5 separate regions of the Sus scrofa genome follow, and regions 2, 3, 4 and 5 are each linked to region 1. The links are chromatin contacts, called in public Hi-C and HiChIP or PLAC-seq maps. All regions are on one chromosome and are shown on one strand. Each heading gives the region's core, a stretch centred on a gene start, on an enhancer-like site or on the middle of the called end of the contact. The rest is flanking DNA. Distances are from core to core; before and after follow the strand shown.

Region 1 (2,700 bases), core at 105-2,604:
TCCCTAGCCCAGCGGGAAATTCCATATGTTGCGGGGTGGCCAACAAACAAACAAACAAACAAAAACCATGCCACAACACTTGAGGCATGTCTTTGCTGTACAATTGTCACTTAGTGGAAAAAAATCAAAATGGTTCATTCATTTCAGGTTTGGTGGATGGCCCTAGATTTGCACCTGGCTATTGCCAAAACAACTTCCTTGTACAGCATTTTAATAGTGACTGTTAGATGTTTGACACTATCCATCCTGGCATGGGTGATGGGGAGTTAGGAAATCAGGTTTCTAGCCCCAGCTTTGCTCTTAAATAGCTGTGTATCTTTGGATAAATTACCCTCCCTGGACTTGTATTTCACTTTCAGAAAATAAGGATCGTATTGGGATAGCTAATGCTTCTTTTTGTCTGTGAAAATCTGGGGTTTTATTCAACAGCCTGGAGTAGTCCAAAGAGCTCCAGTTCAGGGTCAGTCTAGGTTTCCAAACAACCTGACATTTACTGACTTTGTTGTGTGTTTACTCATCTATACAGTAGGGGTAAATAGCATTTATAATAAAAAATTCATTTATTCATCCAATCAGTGCTAACTGGTCACTATGCCCCACATGCTGAGGTCCTGGGACGAACAGTCTAGACAACGTCCCTGCCCAGCAGAGCAAAACTTCTGTATAAGTTCCTTATTGATGCTGTAACAAATTACTGCAAACTCAGTGGCTTAAAATAACACCAACTTAAATCTATAGTTTCCTAGGATAGAAGTCGGAAACGGGCGTCACTGGGATAAAGACAAGGTGCTTTTGGTTTGTCCTATGTTTCTTGTGGTCTCCCTGAGGTGCATTTTCAGTTCTGTGGGCAGTATCGCAGGAGTGAGGTGCCCTTCTGGGTGTGGTACGTGACGTCACTACGTCCTTCGGTCGGTGATGTTAACCTTGGTCAAGGTGGTGTCTGCCAGGATTCTGGAATATCAATTTACTATTTACCCCTTTGTAATTACTAAGTATTGTAGGGGAGATACTTTGAGACTGTGCAGATGTCCTGTTTCTGCTTAAATTTTTGCTAAAGCTTTTACGTTCTCCGTTAGGGCTATATTCTACCCCATCAGGAAGCAGAAAAGCCACCGTCTCGGTGGGGAGTCGGAGGGTGGCGGGAGAGGCGGAGTGCCAGGGCTCCTTCCCGCGAGAATAGATCGGGAGTGCGCGCGCAGGCAGGCGCCCGGCGGGTCGCCTGTTGCCCTGGAGAAGGGGGTCCTCAGCCCTGGGCGCCGCCATCTTGGGATGCTGGCGGACCCAATGGTCAACTGCGTCGTGGCGGAGGCGGGGCGCAGGGGCGGGCTGGCGGGCGGCCTGAGGCTCAGCTCCATCCCGGCCATGGAGGCGCCCGCAGTCTGCCTGCTACCGCTGCTGCTGTTGCTCTGGGCCTGGGCCCCGGCGCCGGGCCGCGCCTCCCCCGAGGCGCTGCCGCTGGTCAACGAGGACGTGAAGCGCACGGTGGATCTGAGCAGCCACCTGGCTAAGGTGACGGCCGAGGTGGTCCTGGCGCACGCGGGCAGCAGCTCCTCGCCCCGCGCCGCCTCCTTCCTACTAGCCCTGGAGCCCGAGCTGGAGGCCCGCTTGGCGCACCTCGGCGTGCAGGTGAGCTGGGGCCGAGGCGGCGGGGACACGTCAGCACAGGCCGGCGGGCGGGGCTTGGGGTGCTGCTGGCCGGGCCGGAGCGCGATTGGCGAGCGAGGGTGGACTCTGTCCAGTGCGATCGGAAATGGAGCAGCATGTCCCCTGCTTCACGTCTGAATCGTTTGAAACCGTTGTTAATGTAACGCATTTCTTTTGGTCGCGATTTAACTCTTTAAAGGGTTTATTTCTTTTAGTTGAAAGAGTCATACAAGTAATACAGTACAGAAAGTGAAGTCCGGTTCTCTCCCCCTAGACCGGTTGTCATTCTCACGCTGAAGCAGTAAATGGCTCCCAAGTTTGCCTAATCAGTTTCACGCCTCTTGAGGAAGCTGTTGGCTTTGGGAATAGAGAGAATATACCTATGCAGAGGTTTGCTTTTTATTACTGCTTTCATTAAATAGCAGCCATTAAGTCATTACCCAGTTATTGGTTGGGAGAATAGTCATTACAGTGTCGTGTTTCTTCCAAGCACGCCTCTGTCTGACTGAGTTTGGAGATACAAAGCTACCTTTACAGAGATTATGCTTCTGAAATGACTCCTGTACCTTTCATGCCTTGTCTAAAATTTGAAACACAGTTTTGCTTAAAGGTTTGTGGAAAGATTAAAACTTCATTTGAATGTTTTGAAGGTTCAATCGCATTCTTTTATAAAAGCTAGTGCTGATTTAGTGAGGTTGCCACAGGATTACTATCTGGCCTTCATGCTGGAGAGTCTTACAGGCTGGGTTATTGTACTGGTGCCTTATTGAGACTTTATGTCAGGTACTATGGTAGATATTTTAAGTACATCCTCATTTAACTCTCATGGTAGCCCTTTGAGGTATACTGTTAGTGCACCTGAGGAGTCTGAAGTCTGGGAGGGGAAGCTGTATAACCCACTATGTGAGGTCTTCGAACAAAGAGTTGAGCTTTGGTTTAAGACTCTGTATGTTCTTCACTGTCTCATGTTGTCTCTTCTGGACTAGTTGGTTCAAAGGTAGGGTTCTGTTGGAGTATAAAACCTGCAGTCTCATCACCAGCTTTGCTCAGAGTCAT
Region 2 (2,700 bases), core at 129-2,628, 300 kb before region 1:
GGATAGCAGGCCTATAGCAGCCCAGGGAGGCTGAGCTCCACAGCAGCAGGCTCAAGGGACCCAATACAACCATCCGGCTCAACTCGAAAACACGGAGATAACAGGAGAGACACTTGCCCTGTGCAGTCCCTGTCCAGGGCTCTTAGGCGCTGGCTGGGGAAGTGGGAACTCAAAACCTTGAGAGAAAGGAAAGGATTTCCGAGCAGCGCAGTTAAGTCAAGTTACGGAGCAAGAACAATATAGTCTCTTGCTCTACTAGGAAGGCTGGCACCCAGGTGAAGAAACTGATTCATTAATCACCAATGTTAGTTATCAAACAATTGCTAGGATACTGAGACAGCTACATCTCGCTGTTTCTGTGCGGAGCCATTGCCAGCGCTCGGTCCTCTCCCCCACCTTCCGGTGTCTAGTGAAGTTTTCAGTTCCTACGAGCTGAGCTGGGGGAGGGGACCCAGGCTGGCCCAGGCCGAGTAAAGTTCCACCACCAGGTCCACAAAGAGACTGCAGGGAGGCGTGGCCAGGCCGGAAATTCTGACAAAAAGTTTTGGCCCTCCGGCCCTACAAGCAACTACTTCCTGGTCCCGCCTAGTCGTGGAGGGGGGGTGTCCCCTTCTGCCTAGGGTCCCCACCCGAGGGCCGAATTGGAGACTCCGATCGTGGTGGGGCAGGGCCAGGACGGCCAGGAGCCCCCCCTTGTGCCGGTGCCCTAGGCGCTCCGCCTGCCGGCGCTGGATAAGCTATTTTGGAGCAAAGTCCCCCCGGCGTGCAGCTCTGGAGGGCAGGGCCTCCCCCTCCGCACTCCCCCCAGCGCACGCACCCACGCACCCCGAGGCGGGCGCTGTGCGCACGGAAGCCAAGGCCCAGGCCTGCTCGGACGCGAGGACGGGGAGGGGGCTAGCGGGGGCGCTGGCCGCTGCAGAGCAGTCGGGGAACTAGCCGCGGCCCCCGCCCCACGGAGGGGACCCTCCAGGGTCCTGACGTCCCTAGTGCCCCGGGGCCCGGCTGCACGGCGGCCCAGGCCGGGACTCCCACCTTGACCCGCTGGCCCTGGATCTCCAGCGTCTTCATGGTGAAGTCCACGCCGATGGTGCTGCCCTGGCGCTCCGAGAAGGCGCCGGTCTTGAAGCGCTGCACTACGCACGTCTTGCCTACGCTCGCGTCGCCCACCAGCACCAGCTTGAACAGGAAATCGTACTGCTCGTCCGGGTCCCCAGGGCCCGGCCCCGCCATGGCCTCGGGAGCCCAAGGGCCGGCACTCTGGACGCTGGGGCGGCCTGGGCTCACGCAAGCCGCGGACCGCCTGGCGACGTGGAAGCGCCGCAACACCTGGAGAAGGGACGCCACCGCCCGCTATGCCCGGGCCCGCCCCACCTGCCCCGCCCCGCAGCCGCGGTTCCGCCCCGGACTCGCCTGGTCCAGCCCTCTACTTAGCGACAGGCCAATCCGGATCTCAGGGCCGCTTTGGGTACTGCCCAGGACACGCCCCTTCCGGACTCCGCCCCCAGACCGCCTGCCATCAGACCCCGCCCCCATCCGTACTGCAGCCTCAGTACTGCCTCTCAGGACCGCCTCCAATGAGACTCCGCCCTCAGACAAGACCCAATCAGAATCCATTTCAGAACCCCCCCTCACCCTTACCCCGGCAAGACCCCTCCCCAATCCCGGCTCTCGGTCCCGCCCCCATTGCCAATGAGCCCTCGGGGATGCCCTCAGCGGGTTAGCACTTCTCGGCTCCGCCCTTAATCCCGCTCACAGCCCAACTCCTCCAGTAGCACCACTCCCTGCACCCGCCTAGCGCCCACAGACTTTGTATGCCTCCCGCTCCCGAGACCTGGCCCATAGCTGGGCTCCCCTACCTGCCTGGCCTCTCCTACCTGAGCTCTCCCAGACCTACATTCAGGAGCGAACTCGAGGGAAGGTGAGGTCTCTGAGACACGTTAACCTAGCCCTTGGACGCAAAATGGCCTCTTCTAGGATGGATCTCTGGGGAAGGGACAGCCAGTGCTCACACCAATAGCACCGACAGGGATCCCCTCCAACAGAGGATGCCATAAGTGGTGGCATTTTCCCATGTTGAATAAGGAAAAGGAGACAAAGAAGGCTTCGGTGAGGCCAAAAACTAAGCTGGCTACAAAACTGGGCCAGAATCCTTGTGGGGAAGGGGCCTGAGGGCTATGTGCTCAAGGTGACACCCCCACCCCAGCCAGGTTTCTGGGAGAGTGGAAGTGGGAGACCCATTTCGTGGGAGGCTAGGCCAGGAGGAGGTGGGGGATCCCAAGCCCAAAAGGCAGCCCACAGTGGTAGAGGGAGCTGCCCAAACATCTCAGGATGGGGACACAGGCCTAGGGGGAACTGACCCACCTGATAAGCATCAAAGATTGTCCTGAGGAGTTCCTGTCCTGGCTCATCAGAAACAAATCCGACTAGGAACCATGAGGTTGCTGGTTCAATCCCTGGCCTCGTTCAGTGGGTTAAGGACCCAGTGTTGCTGTGAGTTGTGGCGTAGGTTGCAGATGCGGCTTGGACCTGGCGTTGCTGTGGCTGTGGTTGTGGCTGGCAGCAACAGCTCCGATTAGACCCCTAGCCTGGGAATCTCCTTGTGCCGCGGGTGTGGCCCTCAAAAGACAAAAAAAAAAAAAAAAAAAGATTGTTCTCAGCGGAGGAAGAAGGGAGGTTCAGGGAGAATTCTGTGGAAGGGAC
Region 3 (2,700 bases), core at 66-2,565, 330 kb before region 1:
ACCTCCTGGGACAGGGTTTTCCCACACATCCTGTAGTGAGACTCATGGAGGCAATGGGGTACAGTGGGATGTACAGTGGGACCCCCGCCTCCGTAAATGGGGGCTGACCTGTGGTTCTGTGCACAAGGCCCCAGGACGCCTCAGGACCAGCTCCTGGAGATAGGCCCTCCGGGGCTGCATGCTGGATAAGCCAGGCTATTTTCATCATTTCCTTCCTCCCACTCAGGCAGGAGCCACCATCTGCTGCACCACATAGAGCAGCCACTGCACCCTCAGCCAGAATAGTTCAGGACACAGAAAGGGGTGCCCAACAGCAGGCCTGCCAGGTAAGTGGCCCTCATCTCCCAGCACCACCTCCTACATGGTAGGGCCTCCCAGGGGTGGGAGGCGGGGAGCAGATCCAGGTCCTGCAGGAAGGAAGCCAGCAGGCAAGTCCAGCCTCTGTCCCTCCTTCATTCCCCTAGAGAGGATGGGAGTGGGGGGTATTTGCTCTGTGACGAGATTGATTAGTTTATTCAACCAACTCATTGGAAGCCTGCCCCGAGCCAGGCCCTGGAGGGGGAGTTTGTCTGCAGCAGGGGAAACAGCCCCCACTGAGTCCCAGAGGAAAGGCAGTGAACCTGGCAGAGCCAGGCTCTTGAGATTGAGTGCTTGGTCTCTGGGCAGCCATGCACAAGTCACTCTCCCTCTCTGGGCCTCAGATTTCCAACTTAAGGGAGAGCCTTGCTTTCCAGGTGGAGCCTCTTCTGGGTACCCATCCCTATGTCCTTTCCACATCCTCACCCAGCGACTGTCTACACCAGGGACCATGTGAACTCTCTGCCCTGGCCAAGCTGTGTGGTCTGTGGCATGAACACCATCTGCCAGACCCTGACTTAGGCGCTGGGGGTGGGGACTGGGCACAGTCTGGGAGACCCTCTTCAGACCCTTCCCAGGCTCTGGGGGCAGAGGCTAGGGCCAGGGCTCTGATCATTTAGCAGGCATCTGCTCCCCCCAACCCTGAGCAGGGGTTGGGGTCTCTGCTAGGGGACAGCAGGGCCCTCCCCTGTCCCAAGAAGGGACTAAGCCCCACCCCCTGCCCCCAACACAGCTGAGCGTCCTGCCTTCTGAGCTTCCGGGGAGGATCAGCTGGCCTGGGTCGTCGTGCTTCACTTCCCTGTCCCCACCGCCCACCTCCCGGAGGAGAAGCCGAGGCCTGAGAGGGAGGTGAGTGGTCCTTTGTCCGGTCGGGTCCCACGGATCCTCAGGATAGGGTGCAGGCCCCAGTACTACCACCCCATCTCACTACCAGTTGTCCCCGCAGCCCACCTGCCCGATGCCGGCGTGGGCGGCTCTGTTGCTGCTCTGGACGGCCGTTCAGGCGGCCGAGGACTGCCCGGCCGCCTGTAGCTGCCGCACCCTGGGCACCATGGGGCTGGAGGTGGACTGCCAGAGCCGGGGACTCGCGGCCCTGCCCGCCCTGCCGGCCCACACGCGCCACCTCCTGCTGGCCAACAACAGCCTGCGCTCCGTGCCGCCCGGCGCCTTCGACCACATGCTCCAGCTGCAGACCCTCCAACTGGCGAACAACCCCTGGCACTGCGACTGCGGCCTCACGTACTTGCGCCTCTGGCTGCAGGACCGCGCCCCGGGGGAGCTGCCGCGCGTGCGCTGTGCGAGCCCCGGCCACGCCTCCGGCCGCGCGCTCAGCCAGCTCAGCGGCTCAGAGCTGGGAGCCTGCGGCTGGAGTCTCCGGGCGTCCTGGGCGTCCCCGGGTGGGCCGTGGTTGGACGTGGCGCTGGCCGTCGTGGCCGCGCTGGGCCTGGCTCTGCTGGCGGGCCTGCTGTGCACCGTCTAGGCCCTGGGCGGTGCTACCGCCCCCGGAGCCCAAAATAAACCGGCAGCTCAGAGATGGGTTTCCCATTAGTACCGGAGCCTGGCTCCTTCTGGAAACCAGCGTCCCTCAGTTGGGGCTTCTCTGTTGTGCACCCGCTCCAAGTTCCTAGTGCCATGATTTGTCCCACCTCCACGCCCCTCTCCAGGCACCTGCAGTTCCACAATCTCTCGACACCCCTAGCCCTTCCCCTGCGCCTGCGGGTCCTGGGAGACTGGGTCCTGGGATACCCTCTCAAAGGGACAGCATCTGCTTCCTACATGGCCTCTCGCAGCCCAGACCAACCTCCCGTCAACATCCAGCCCCTCTCCAAGCTCCAGGAAACCTTGTCTTCAGACACAGCAGTGAGCAGAGAGGACGCATGGACCCCAAGTGGAAGGCGAGGGGCTATACCTGTCTCTGTGACAGACAGGCCTTGGAAGGCACATCACTGTTTCCCAAATGGCCTTTGACTCTCTGTTCTGTCCATGAGGGCACCCCATCTTTTGTCATCTTCTGCTCTCTCTCTCTCTCCTTTTCCTCCTCTGCACTCTTCCCCAGAAACAAAACAACAAATTCCTCCCTTTCCTGTGGAAGCAGCCCCCCGTCTTCGTGCTAGGGTCAGACACCCTCAAGGTCTGAGCTCTCCCCTACCCCCAAAAAAAGTCACCCAAATCTCCAAACAAGAGAGAAGAATCTGGTGCCAGCAGTTCAGTAATACTTTTCTCCACCATATCAGATAACAACCAAATCAATTATACCAAGGTCCCCCTCTCAAGGAGGGCCAAGTGACAGACCTGTGGGTCAGAGGGTGACACAGGAAGGCCAAAGGGACACAGAGCAGCACT
Region 4 (2,700 bases), core at 119-2,618, 300 kb after region 1:
CCTGATGTATAGCACTCGGAACTCTATCTAGTCACTTACGATGGAGCACGATAATGTGAGAAAAAAGAATGTATACATGTATGTGTAACTGGGTCACCTTGCGTACAGTAGAAAATTGACAGAACACTGTAAACCAGTTATAATGGAAAAAATAAAAAAATTTTTAAAAGATTAAGAAAAAGATGGTACAAGTGTACAATGGAAATTCATGTGACCTTTAAAAAGAATGATGTCTCTTTATATGTACAGATAAGATACCCCGAGTATTGAGTGAAACAGTGTAAGTGGTGTTAACTATTCTGTTAAAAAAAATAAATAAGAACAAGAGGAGGGGTTGACTTATACACGGGCCTGCCTGTCTTCACACGGAGTCCCTAAGACTGGCACCCAGACCGGGAAAGCAGGAGACTGGGGGCAGTGAATGGAGACCTTCTGGGCACTTTCTGTGGTCCTGAGTTGCCCTAACTCGTGCGTGTATTACAAACACATGTGGTACAAACGAAACACTTTCGCTGTTTCTAGAGAGGCCCCTCCTGCTGGGGTGGTGCGAGGGGCTCCCGCGCCGCGCCCCCCGCCCGGCAAGGCGCCCCCGCCGTCTGTGCTCACCGCCGATGATGGTCCGGATGAGGGAGGCGTGCCCGGGGCAGTCGACCAGCGTGATCTGCAGCTCGGCCCCGGACTCGGGCTCGGTCCCCGGCGGCGCCGGCCTCAGGCGCTCGGGCAGTGGCACCGAGAAGCACGAGAAGCCCAGGTCGAGCGTGATGCCGCGCTCGCGGCTCTGCGGCTGCTTGTCGAAGGCCGCGGTGGAGGCTGTTGTGCTGAGCGCTCGCGCCAGCGCGGTCTTGCCGCTGTCAATGTGGCCCAGGACGCCCACGTTCACGTTCACCCGCCGGCCCGCCATGCCGCCGCCGCGGTCCGCCAGCTAAGCCGACCCCCGCCGCCCGCGCCCCGCTCGTATGTTCCGGCGCCGAAGCTTCCGCCCGCCGTCCGCCGCCCGAAGCCGGGGAGCCCAGAGCTTGAGGCGCCGTCCGCCTCTCGCTCAGTCTCCGCGGTCTCACTTCCACTCGTTCATTCTCAGGGCCTCGCGGGGACGGCGCTCTCCCCGCACCACGTGGGCGGGGGTGGGGGGCGACAAACAGGGACCGAAAGCCGAACCGACCGCTGCTCGCACGAGAAGCCCCCGGGAAAGTAGAGCCCAGGCGGCAGGACTGGAGCCGGGGAGGCGGCTGGTGGCGAAGCTGAGGCGCGCGGCTCAGAAGAGCCCGCGTGGAAAAAACTGGGGAGGGCCGCCGGGAAAGGACGGCTGTTTTCCCGACGCGGCAACACGCACCCGGGTCAATGGCGTCCCGCACAGCTCCAGGCCGTGTGTAAGGTGCGTGCGCGCGGGGGAGAGCCCACGAATCTCACGCTTTTCAAGTGTTATCCATAAAAAGTGTCTCCCCGTCAGCAACAGGGATCACAGCTTTAAATGCTTGCACTGGCCAGGCAGGTGCCTCACAGGAGAGGCGTCAGCAGGCTATGTCCTGTGTAGACCCGGGAGCCCCTGCTCAGCTTCAGCCAAGGGAAAGTGGGCGAGAATGCGAGCTGAACATTGCCTCATCTTCTCGATTTCCGAGAGGAGAGAGCGTTTCCATATGAAATCTGAGGAACACATGCTTTGTTGAGCCATGAGACTTGGGGCTGTCTACCTGCCCTGACTTATACCTAAGCGCTGGCCAGCAGCAGGGCTGGGGCTTTAACACCAGGTGGGTCTTCCTGCCTCCACCTCCCATAGCCGCTGGCTCCAAGCCAGGTCCTACCCCAGCAGCAACCTGGGCATGAGCCTCCCGTTGAGTCCAGCCCTGTCTCCACAAGTGCCAAGGAGATGGCAACTCTGGGTTGTCTGAAACTCAGCCAGATGAAGACTGTAGTTGGGGTTGGCTGTGCCCCTGCACCAAGCAGAGAAATAGAGAGCCTGGCTGGGCAGGTGTGAGTCATAAGCTCACTCCAAGGTTGCAGGGGAATGCCCTGTAGGAACTGGGGCACTTTTGCCAGCAAAATGCAGGTCACATCAAGCCCCTCCTGTGTCCTTTGTCTCTATCCTGGCTTCTATCCCAGTGAGGCAAGTTTGCTTTAGATCAGGCTGGTGCTCTGGCACTCTACCCGTCCTAGCCCACTGAGGACCCCTTACATGTCTTTGCTTGCCCTCAGCCTGGTACATGCAAAGGCTCCATAACTGTTTCTTGAGTGGACCCACCCCTGAACCTCCAGCCCACAAAGACACTCTCCTCTGCAGCAGACTCCTGGGTCGCAGCCTGGATTGTAAACCTGGACCCCAGGCACTGAGAAATGATTGACAGGGAACTGCCTGCAGAACTATGATTATTTGGGATTTGTACTTAATGTTCCTTTCTGTTTCTTTAATGCCATTTTGTACTAAAGTAGTTCAAAGTTCTTTACAAACAGCTAGTAATTAATTCAACTTCATTAAGGCCAATTAATCCAGGATTAATTATAAATTTTCCCAGAGGAAGTTATTATACTTTGCTCTTTGATTTGAGTTTTGGCTTTAAAGATTCTTTTAGGAGTGAAATGGAAATTTCTCTTTTCTCTGAGGGTATCTACCTTGCCAGTGATTGTGTTAACTATGTACCTTCCTCCACACATCCTCTACTAACCTTGGATTAGGTTGTCACCCTGGCAGCCCGTGTGCTCTGTGGC
Region 5 (2,700 bases), core at 182-2,681, 270 kb before region 1:
AGCTGCCAGCCTATGCCACAGCAACTCAGGATCCAAAGCGAGGTCTGTGACCTGCACCACAGTTCATGGCAATGCCGAATCCCAGATCCACTGAGTAAGGCCAGGGATTGAACCCAAATCCTCACAGATACTAGTCGGATTTGTTTCCACTGCATCACAATGAGAACTCCCCGGCATGCAGTTTGTAGATGCTCAGCAAAAGTGAGATCGATTTAAATCTTTCTGACCCTCTTTTTCACGGGACAGAGAAACAAATTTGGCAAATGCTTATATATAAAAGTGAACACATATCTACTAAGGGATAAAACTGAGAGGCTGTCCCAGGAGAAGCCATCATCTTGAAGGCTGAGGCTGTCCTCACCTTAATTAGTCATCAAAGCCTACACATTCTAAGTATTTAATTCAGTGTTTCTCCACAATGACTCCATGCTTAAAAAACAGCATGCTGGGTACTAGAATTTTGGTCATGGTTCTTGCTTTTACGGGAACTCATAGGAACTTCCACCTCAAAACAATGTATGATGTGATGAGGGCTTGTACAACCGCAAATGTGAAGGTATGATGAGGGCAGTTACAGAAAATACCCAACCACTCCTGAAGCCAGAAACATCCAGGCCCAGGGATCCTTCTCCCGGGCTAGGGAAAGGAGAGCGGGAATGCCCCAGGCTTGTCAGAGTTCAGAAACGAAGCTCGAGGCTGAGCCGGCCAGCAGGAAGCAGCAGTACGGGACATATCGTCCAAAGCCTGGGGAACAGAAACGGCTGCTTTTGCCCTAAGGATTCACAACCTCCTGCAACGACACTATGTAGCACTCTTTCCGTTCCTGGGCGCAGACGACGCGCCAAGGCACCGAGTGAGACGTTAACTAAGCTACGGTGAAAGACCCTGTGCTCTGCGAGTGTCTATCCAGTCGGGGGAGACACACAGCAAACGGCGTGGGGCCGGCCTGGCGCCTGCCCAGCCTCGGTTTTCCCGATGAGTAACTACAGCGCTCCACACCGGCTGCGGACGACAGGGCGGTTGCCGAGGTCCAGTTTCCCCCAACTTGTGAGCGAAGACGAGACGGGAAGGGACTCCCCGCGTCACAGCCGCGGAGCTGGAGGACGCAGGCGGGCCGCCGGAGAGCCCCAGGCCGGGCACCCTCACGGCCTACCGCTCTCTCCCCTTACTCCCAACCCTACTCACCATGATGCGAGAGAGAGCGCCGCCCTTGGGCCCAGCGGCCCCAACCCACGTAGATTCACCTCCCGACGCGCGGCTAATAGGAACCGGACTTTAGTTGAAAGCACCACCAGTTTCTCTATCGGACGGAAAAATGGAAAGGACCGGAAGTGAGCGACCGGAAGCAAAACGGAGAATTGGCCTGGGGAGGGGGAGGAAATGAACGCGCATTCCCCTAGACAGCCTCACCATGGCGTTTGGACGGCGCACCAAAGCGCACGTACAAAAAAAAAAGGACGTTGGCAGAACTGCGCTTGCGCAATGTGACTGACGTGGCTGGTCCACTGGCTTTGCTCTCGCGATAAAACGCGAGATTTCTAGCAGTAACTGCTGCAACTTCGGATCTCGCTCTGCATTTGCGTCTAAGGAGGTGCGGGCTTTCGAACGCCGCAGTAGTTACGCGTCCCGCGGACCCTGTCTGATTCTGAAAGAACAGACACACCGTGTGCGGGCCTCGTCAACTCCTGCCCGCCTCTCTGGCATTTACATGGGGCCTATGCTTTTTCTGAGATTTTCTCCTGGAATCGCGGGGTCAGAGCTGGACCAGTGCTTGAGGTCACTTTCTTTTAAAATAGAAATGTAAGGTCCAAGGAAGAAAAACGCACTTACTGGAGGAGGCTGATGAGAGAGGTGGTGTATCACTGCCCGCAGAGGGGAAGTCGGTAGGTGTGTGCTGGGCACATTGCTGGGATCGGAAGGTCCTTAGTCAAGGACCGGGAAGGCAGGGGAGAGGCCACGATCCGGATGGTTCTGCTGGCTCCTCCCACAGGGTGTCAGTGTTGCAGTGAACTGTGGTGTGGAATTCAGGCGAGGGCTGGTGGCTACTTCAGCCACTTACAGCGGCTGGCCCTTTGCAAGCACGGTGCTTCGCCGCGGTTACTTCTGCCACTGGCACACCGGCCGCAGTCAGGAAGCACCACATCAGGCAGGACGGACACGTACTGGGAATGGGCACCAGGGTCAGGCCTGAACTATGACCAGTATTCTCCGTGAACGTTTAGGAGGGGCTATGGCCGTCGCACCTCCGCAGCAGCTAGATATGAGTCTGCTAATAAATAATGGCCAGTGGGAATTGAATGAAAGGAATGTGTGTCGCTTAGGCGGTACCATGCAAAGTACCCACGTTCCTTCTCTGGTGACTATGGGAACAGCCACCTTGAACTCAGAAATGAAGTATTGTGATCATTTGGATGGTCCTTCCCTAGCTGACAGCCACTTTCAGACTCCAAGGGCAGACAGTCCTTAGTACGTGGAAGTCATTGAGTTGCTGAAAGATTTCAGGCTTTACCTGGAGCCCACTACTCAATCTTCAGTTGTGTAAACCAGTAAATTCCCTTTAGTGTTGAAATCAGTGAGAGTCTGACTTCCTGGTACTTGAAACAGCATGCTGATCCATTTATCTTGCCAGTCTGCTAAAGTCCTTCCTCTGCTCATCCTGCTGCTGTTTTTTGTCTTTTTAGGGCCACACCCTCCACAAAA

The links. Hi-C and Micro-C count contacts between places; a contact is called where the count stands out from the background. HiChIP or PLAC-seq counts read pairs in DNA pulled down with a chosen protein or histone mark.
Region 2: a Hi-C map of embryonic fibroblasts shows a contact between it and region 1, with 2.1 times the contacts expected there. The contact joins the promoter of RAB43 here to the promoter of RPN1 in region 1. A contact is called at or near these places in 2 of 5 promoter capture datasets (fetal liver and liver), 2 of 47 Hi-C or Micro-C datasets (embryonic fibroblasts and liver) and 1 of 2 datasets of contacts at active chromatin or transcription factors (alveolar macrophages).
Region 3: an H3K27ac HiChIP or PLAC-seq map of alveolar macrophages shows a contact between it and region 1. The contact joins the promoter of GP9 here to the promoter of RPN1 in region 1. A contact is called at or near these places in 1 of 5 promoter capture datasets (fetal liver) and 1 of 2 datasets of contacts at active chromatin or transcription factors (alveolar macrophages).
Region 4: a contact with region 1 is called in an H3K27ac HiChIP or PLAC-seq map of alveolar macrophages. The contact joins the promoter of EEFSEC here to the promoter of RPN1 in region 1. A contact is called at or near these places in 1 of 5 promoter capture datasets (fetal liver) and 1 of 2 datasets of contacts at active chromatin or transcription factors (alveolar macrophages).
Region 5: a contact with region 1 is called in a Hi-C map of skeletal muscle, with 6 times the contacts expected there. The contact joins the promoter of LOC102162880 here to the promoter of RPN1 in region 1. A contact is called at or near these places in 2 of 5 promoter capture datasets (fetal liver and liver), 4 of 47 Hi-C or Micro-C datasets (heart right ventricle, liver, mesenteric adipose tissue and 1 more) and 1 of 2 datasets of contacts at active chromatin or transcription factors (alveolar macrophages).

Annotation. Positions count from the first base shown.
Region 1 is chr13:71,891,246-71,893,945 of Sscrofa11.1, forward strand. RPN1 (ribophorin I) reads left to right here and starts at 1,355. Exons shown (of 10, transcript NM_214333.1): 1 at 1,355-1,626. The coding sequence starts at 1,363.
Region 2 is chr13:71,594,940-71,597,639 of Sscrofa11.1, forward strand. RAB43 (ras-related protein Rab-43) reads right to left here and starts at 1,379. Exons shown (of 3, transcript XM_021069416.1): 1 at 1,033-1,379. The coding sequence starts at 1,230.
Region 3 is chr13:71,559,793-71,562,492 of Sscrofa11.1, forward strand. GP9 (glycoprotein IX platelet) reads left to right here and starts at 1,316. Exons shown (of 1, transcript NM_001141989.1): 1 at 1,316-1,837. The coding sequence starts at 1,316. The coding sequence ends at 1,837.
Region 4 is chr13:72,194,977-72,197,676 of Sscrofa11.1, forward strand. EEFSEC (selenocysteine-specific elongation factor) reads right to left here and starts at 1,369. Exons shown (of 7, transcript XM_021069440.1): 1 at 607-1,369. The coding sequence starts at 901. RUVBL1 (ruvB-like 1) reads left to right here and starts at 1,243. Exons shown (of 11, transcript XM_021069443.1): 1 at 1,243-1,372.
Region 5 is chr13:71,621,404-71,624,103 of Sscrofa11.1, forward strand. It overlaps LOC102162880 (pre-mRNA-splicing factor ISY1 homolog), which reads right to left and starts at 1,432. Exons shown (of 12, transcript XM_021069415.1): 1 at 1,411-1,432; 2 at 1,186-1,300. The coding sequence starts at 1,188.